Regions from separate parts of the Mus musculus genome. Here region 1 is linked to region 2. The links are chromatin contacts, called in public promoter capture Hi-C maps. All regions are on one chromosome and are shown on one strand. The core of a region is the stretch at or near the end of the contact, and the rest is flanking DNA. Distances in the headings are between cores, read along the strand shown.

Region 1 (3,524 bases), core at 104-2,603, 100 kb before region 2:
AAGCCAGAAAGCTGACGGGGGAGGCTTGCAATCTCTGCCACCAGCACGAGGTCTAGCCCCTCCCTGCATGGTTGGTTATGCGTGGCAGTAAAATTCCTTCTGAGTTTTGGCCAGCACAAGGAGAAAATTCTGCCTGGTTGTTTGCCTAGATCACATTCAAGTGTCTTCATATCTTCAAGACCTTTAAGAGGACAGCTATTCCACTGGTCAGATACCTTGAAGAGTCCCATTAACACCTCCTAGCATCTCGATTATAGCAGGAGATGCTGTTGGCAGCCAATGCAGAGATGAAAGAATACCCACTAAGATAACCATGGTAGCAACAGCCAGGCATGGAGCAGCGGCTGTGCACTGGGTTCTGTTGACATATACGGTATCTCGTTATACCCCCTTTTTTCCTTCTGTAATTAGGAAAGTAGTTACAAGGCAAATTCTAGGTCTCAACATTTAAGGCTCGAGGAGTGTTTCTGCTTCTTTCTACCAATGAGATTGTTTTCAAGGTGTCTTGTATTTAAAGTATTTATTTATTTTATGTATGTGAGTGTTTTTTTTTTCCTTCATGTACATCTGCACACCAAACATGTGCTTGGAGCCATAGGACCTTCTGCAACAGGAGTTACAGAGGACTGTGGAGAACCAAACCCGGATCCCCTGTGAGAGCAGCATGTGTCCTTAACCACTGAGCCATCTCCCTGCCCAGGTGATCTTACTTAGACTCTCCATGCTTCAATTTCACTGCCAAATGGGATGATGATTTGTGGAGCTGAGAGCCAGGGATGGTGGCACACACCTGAAATCCCAGAATTCCACAGGAGTGCGGGAGGGCTGGGAGTTCAAGGTCATCCCTGGTAACACAGGAAGTCTAGAGGCTAGCCTGAGCTATAAGAAACCCTGTGTCCTTCCGAGAAAAGGGTGTGGCTTGGGAGGTTAGTCAGTAAAGCCCTTGTATGTATGAGATCTGGAGTTTGGACCCACAGCAACCACATATATAGCTGGGCACAGGTGCCTGCAGTCCCAGCACTGGACAACTGGAGACGGAATTCCTGGAGCTCACTAGCCTGGTCAGTCTAGAAACAGGCCAGAGTCATTGTTTGGTCTGTAGGATCTGATTTTAGGATCATCTTATTATTAGCAGGGCGACTAGATGGAGCTCTCGGATTCTTCAGTGTTGCCCGGTAGGCTGGTGCTGCTGTCTGTTCAAATGCTAAATCCTGTACCCCAAGATTTCCCGAAGACTAGCAAATTACCATGTACACTAGCTTTTGTTGTGCAAACTTAGCCGCCCAACGGAAAGCTATTGGTTAAATAAGAATGGCTACAGCCAATTACTGGGGAGAATAGAGAGAGGTGGAGTTTGTGTTACCGGGACAATGAGGAGAAAAAAGAAAGGAGGAGGAAGAAGGAGTAGACAGTGATCTCCATTGGCCATTGGAAGTGATGGACTGGGAGCACGTAGCCAATCGAGATGGACCCTGAGGACAAGATGGTGGAGCAGAACTAACCCAGGGCACAGCTGGGAATCTACACTCTAGCAAATAGAAATATAGATTAGAGGTGATCCCCCAGTGATTGCGCAACGCTAAATAAATAAATAAATAAATAAATCATAGTTTGAGTCTCATTCATTTGGAAGCTAGATGGGGATAGTAAAAATTCTTAATCTGTACTTCATGGCAGGTGGGTAGCCTCCCTCAGTTCCTCCTCCTCCTCTTCCTCCTCCTCCTCTTCCTCCTCCTCCTCCTCCTCCTCTTCCTCCTCCTCCTCCTCCTCCTTCTCCCCCCACCCCCCCACACACACATCAGCTAACCAGCTTCATCAGAGTTAGCATGCAAGAGAAAAAGAAAGACAAGAACACCAGGAATGAGAGTCGTGGGTTGTCGAGGGAAGGAGACGTTTGTCTATACCACTGGTATGAAATTAAAACTGGTTCCGTTTGACTCTTGACTCATAGAGTCAGCCACTGTGAGGCTCAGTTCTCCTTTCTCTAAACTCTGTGTTATATAAAAGCTCCAAGGTCCCTCTCAGCCCCAACATGATGGCTGGGAGACCCCAAACATTACAGAGAGCACACCCGGAAGCCTCTTTGGACTCCAAAAGGGATCGATCCGACTGCGTTTGTTAATGCCACCTCCTATGGCCTTCGGTGCTAATAAAAGTCATAGTGAAGAAAGCAATCGGATGCTGCACGGGGTTCACCTCCTGGGACGCGAGGGGCCATGAGATCCAAAAGGGGGCCCGCTGTGGCCATATACCGCTTTGCAGCATCTGAGAAGGCGGGAACATGAGTTTCCAAAATTTAATTGAAATGGGAAGATTTTATTAGTTTACCCGCAAGTGTCAATAAACACTGGTGCCCAGCAGCCAGTTCCCTGCGAGCCAGCAGCGGCGCTGTCACGAGGTTAATAACTTCCCTGCTTTATGGACAGGCGGACCCTCTCGGACTGCCTGCCGTGCAGTTTGTTTAGATGTTTTCCTGACCGTATTTTCAAAAGCTCTATCTGTTATTTATTTATTTATTTTGAACTGCTTTCCTTTTGAGCGTCTTTGCAATAATCTCTTTGAAGTCACCATAGCATGGCAACTAAACGCCAGAGTTAACAACTCCCTGGTGGTGCATTTTCTTTAAAAATCCTTGAAATGCTTATTTATTTAAAGGGACCCTCCTTTAGACAGAAGATAGGAAACATTGTTGAATAATGCTGTTTGATCGAAGGTCTGAGATAGGCAAGATTTGATTTAGTTTGCAATTAATTGGAAGGATTTTTGTCGGTGCACGTGGACTCCCACGGCTGCTGCGGTCTCCTTTGGAATTGCAAGGTGTTGCTGGTCTGTGCTCTAGAACCGGCAACTGTTTGTCGTCTCTTCCTTGCTTCCCACCTCTTCATGCCTTAAGGTTGAATGATTTCATAACGATTGAAAGCTGAGAGCTCACACATGCATAGTGTGATGCTTCGTGACAATTACATATTCCGGAGTCGCGTGGGAGATGGGTGGCTGCGCATGCCTGTTCCGGATTATTTTGATTGAGTGAATTGAGGCAGAACACCAGTCCCCGGTGCGTGGCGCCATTCCTCGCCGAGGATCATAGACTATGTAAATGTAGTACCGGAGCCGAGTAGCGTGAACTCATTGCTCTCTGCTTCTTGGCTATGGATGCCTGTGACCAGCTCCCTGTGAGCAGCTCCTGCTGCTATGATGTCTCTATCGGAGCTGATTGTGCCCTGGAACCATGAACCAGAATAACCCCTCCTCCTTTCATTTAAGCTTTCTTTGTATTTTATCACGCAACAGAAAAGGATGACAGAAAGAAACGCATATGTCAAGCTTTACCCGACCAATCAGAATTCTTGCATACGTCCCACCCGACCAATCAGAATTCTTGCATGAGTCCCAACATGGCAACAGCTGCCCAAAGCCAAGAGGTTGTTTCCTCCTGGTGATGGGCTGGGTTACCTCGTTACAGCCATCTCTCCAAATGCCAAGGGTCTAAACAAGAATGCTTTTAGCTTAAAACAAAACCCCCT
Region 2 (3,443 bases), core at 711-3,210:
CCTTCTGCCACTTCCCAAGAGCCTCACCTCAGTGAGTGTCCTCAGCCAAAATCCCTCTGCAGCATGACCTTATGTGAGGTTCAAAGAGAAGGGCAGCAAATAGCTGTGAATGATAATTTGAGGGCAAACAGGGCCAGTCAGCTCTTAGCTATGGAATCTTGCTCTTGGAGACTTGTCTGCCAACTGCCCCAGGGAATCAGGGATACGATACAAATTGAACACAGGGGGCTCCCAGCCAGGAGGCTGAGAGACACTTGAGGGGTTAGTGACACATTCAGTCACCAAGCTGGTCTGTAAGAATCAAGGTCTGAGCCAAGACCAAGGGGTGGAAGCTTGCTTTACACAGTGCACAGTGGTGGCCGCTCTGCAATTGGTCCACTTGCAATTGGGTTCCGGGCATGTACACTTTCCGGGCAGAGGCCAGAGCTGAGCGCTCCTGCCTGGGGATTCAGTTTAGTTCAAACAGATTTGACTCTTCTGCAGCGTTCTGACTGACTCCATGTTCTCCGGTCTCTTGGTTGCTGCTGCTATTCTTTGTCAGCAAGGCTCGTGTGCTGTGAGTCCAATTAATGTTAGGACTCCGCCCAGTGATGAGCCCAGGTTGGTGGAGAGGCCCCGCCCACCAGGCCTATACATAGCCTGATGCTTAGCAAACAGTCACGATGAGCAGCTGGATGGGCGAGTTATTGACTGAAGCCCCAGTAATTACCGGTTTACACTTCTCTTGAGTGTTTTCCCAGGGGTGCCCTCAACACATCTCCCATTTGCCTTGTCTGTCAGCAGGCTCCTTCCTGCTCACCAAGTCTATAAATAATACCCAAACTTACTCTTTGTTATTATTCTTCCTCTTTCTTTGTTTCTTTCTTTTGTTTGTTTGTTTCTTTCTTTTGTGATTTTTTTTTTTCAAGACAGGGTTTCTCTGTGTAGCCCTGACTGTCCTGAAACTTGCTCTGTAAACCAGGCTAGCCTCAAACTCAGGAATCTGTCTCTCTCTGCCTCCTGAGTGCTGGGATCAAAGGCGTGCACCCCCATGTCTGGCTACACACTTGCCTTTTTGATCCTCTTTGTGTGTGTGTGTGTGTGTGTGTGTGTGTGTGTGTGTGTGTGTGTGTGTGTGTCTTCTTTGGCTTGATTTTTTTCTCTCTCTCTCTCACATGTATCATATGTAAAACAATGTAACTAACTTGTTGCATACTTTTACTGTCGGGGCTTGAGGATGTAGCTCAGCTGTAGAGCAGCTTGCCCAGTGTGCACAGAGCCCAGAATTCCATCTCTTGAATCATGCAAGTTGGACATGGCTGTACACGCCTGGAATCCCAGCACTGAGGCGGTGAAGGCAGGCAGATCAAAGGACGCCCTTAAACTGCATAGTAAGATCAAGGCCAGCCTGAGCTACATGAGACCCTGCCTCAAGCAAACAGATAAGTCAACTGAACTTCTGGCCAGCAGAGGAAAAGAACACTCAGCAATGTCACATGGTTTTGCTACAGCCACAAGCCACCCTTTGTTTAACCATTTTCCAGGGTTTAGAGCTGTTATGGGACTAGGCATTGGGGAGGGGGGGGAGGTGTCTCCTAGCTAGGTGACCTGGTCATGGTAGAGATGGCACCCAGAATCAACACAGGTAAACGGCAAGACCAAGCTGCAGACCCTCACAGAGCATGTCCTCCCTGCTCTGACCGTGACCTGCAGTTGTTACAGAGAGGGACTGCATCCCAGGTCCACCTGCACAGTGTTCAAAGTGCCCAGCAGGCATGAATGTAAGAGCACTTAGGTGTTGTGTTGCTTTTTTTTTTTTTTTTACTGGGATTGTAGGCACCTGAATACAGGAAGAGACGCGTTTCCATAGGGCAGGCAGGGGCGGGGAGGACTCCTCCTGGCGTGTGTTTGTCCTGCTCTGTGTATTCAGCCAGCAGGCCTAACAAGGAAGCAAAGGGCACAGGGCCAGGCTCTGCAGCTAGTCTGAGACTGGGCAGCAACCGCTGAAGACGCAGGACCCTGAGCAGAACCAACTGTTGGAAACTGTGGGGGACCCAAGATACTCCCACCGACTTACCAGGTAACTGCCTCCAGACTCTTGAAGCTCCGCTGGAGTGTCTATTGCTCATGGTGTGGGGTCAGATAGAGGGTAGAATTTGACCCCATCTCTTACTCACTTGCTGTGTGGTCTTGGGCATGTGGAGTCTTGGTTTTCCTGTCTGTGAAATGGGACTTAGAGACTGCTCTTCGTAAAAAGCATCAGTGGCTGTGTGGACCTTGTTGGGTTGGATCAGCACAATGCACTCTGGTCTCTGTGGAGCAGTGGAGGGTCATCACAGGCTGAGGACCAGTGTCAGGCCAAGAATCTCACAGCCAAGCAGGCTTCAAATCTGTGGCTACAGGTGTTGTCTAAGGACCCGAGGAGACAGGGGGAGAGGCTCTTTAAGTGTCCACTGTGGGTCTGACTCTTCTATCTGGCATGTACTAAATTCAAGGCCTTGGGTTTTCCCATCACCCTCTGAACCATTTTGCTGCCTGGAAAATCCAGGATGCTCAGAGGATGGTCTCCATCCTGTCACAAGCTGGTCGGGTACCTTGGGGTCAGATTCCTTCAGCTTTATGGGCCTCTACTTGCTTGTCTGTACAATGGGGATCACCCCAAGTCTGAACTCAGTTTAGATGGCAAATGCACATGAAAGCCCATACATGTAAGAAACTTCAGTCTGTGTCAGGTGGCATCCACATTCCAATGCAGAGAACGAGGCTGGGGAGAGGGCTGGGGACTGGTCCCGAAGCTGCAGGGTGGGTGCTGTTGGATCCAAGTGACAGCCAAAAGGAGGGAAGCTGTGTTCACAAGGGACACCATAAGATTCAGTCGTCAAGACCAGCTAAAGCTGGGGGTGGTGGCACTCAGGAGGCAGAGGCAAGAAGGTCCCTGGTTTAAGGCCAGACTATTCTATGTGGCAAGTTCTAGACCAACCAGAGGGATATAGTGAGACCTTGTTGCAAACAAACAAACAAACAAACAAAGGCTGGAGAGGTGGTTCAGCATTTCAGAAACCATGTTGCTCTTGCAGAAGACCTGAGTTCTGTTCACAGCATCCATGTGACAGCTCACAACCATCTCTGTGATATGATGCCCTCTTCTGGCCCCTGTGAGCACTGCATGTGCATGCATACATATACATACATACATACATACATACATACATACATACATACATATGGGCAAATACTCATACACATAAAATAAAAACAAATTTTTAAAAGTTAAAAATATATAAAAGTAAAAAAATATATATAAAAGTATAAAAAAGGCAAGTACATCTTAAGACAAAATTCACAAGGTGAAAATTAATGCAAGACAATCTTTGATTAACAAAATCTCAATTCAGTAAAAATAAGACCAGAGACAGCATTAATCTTGATTTTCAAAAGCTGTGTTAAAGGGATTGGGGATTAAG

What was found. Promoter capture Hi-C pulls out the DNA fragments that hold promoters and counts their contacts.
Region 1: a promoter capture Hi-C map of embryonic stem cells shows a contact between it and region 2, with 3 times the contacts expected there. The contact joins the enhancer-like site here to the promoter of Bcas1 in region 2. A contact is called at or near these places in 2 of 39 promoter capture datasets (embryonic stem cells and macrophages).

Annotation. Positions count from the first base shown.
Region 1 is chr2:170,527,815-170,531,338 of GRCm38.p6, reverse strand. No RefSeq gene overlaps it. Among named protein-coding and RNA genes, the nearest start is that of Gm16796, 18 kb to the right of the region's middle. Within about 2 kb of position 1,353, at least 7 of the 459 cell types and tissues checked have an H3K27ac peak or open chromatin away from gene starts, as enhancers often do. A contact at or near this core is called in embryonic stem cells, where this site is marked.
Region 2 is chr2:170,426,362-170,429,804 of GRCm38.p6, reverse strand. Bcas1 (breast carcinoma amplified sequence 1) reads left to right here and starts at 1,960. Exons shown (of 13, transcript NM_029815.2): 1 at 1,960-2,059.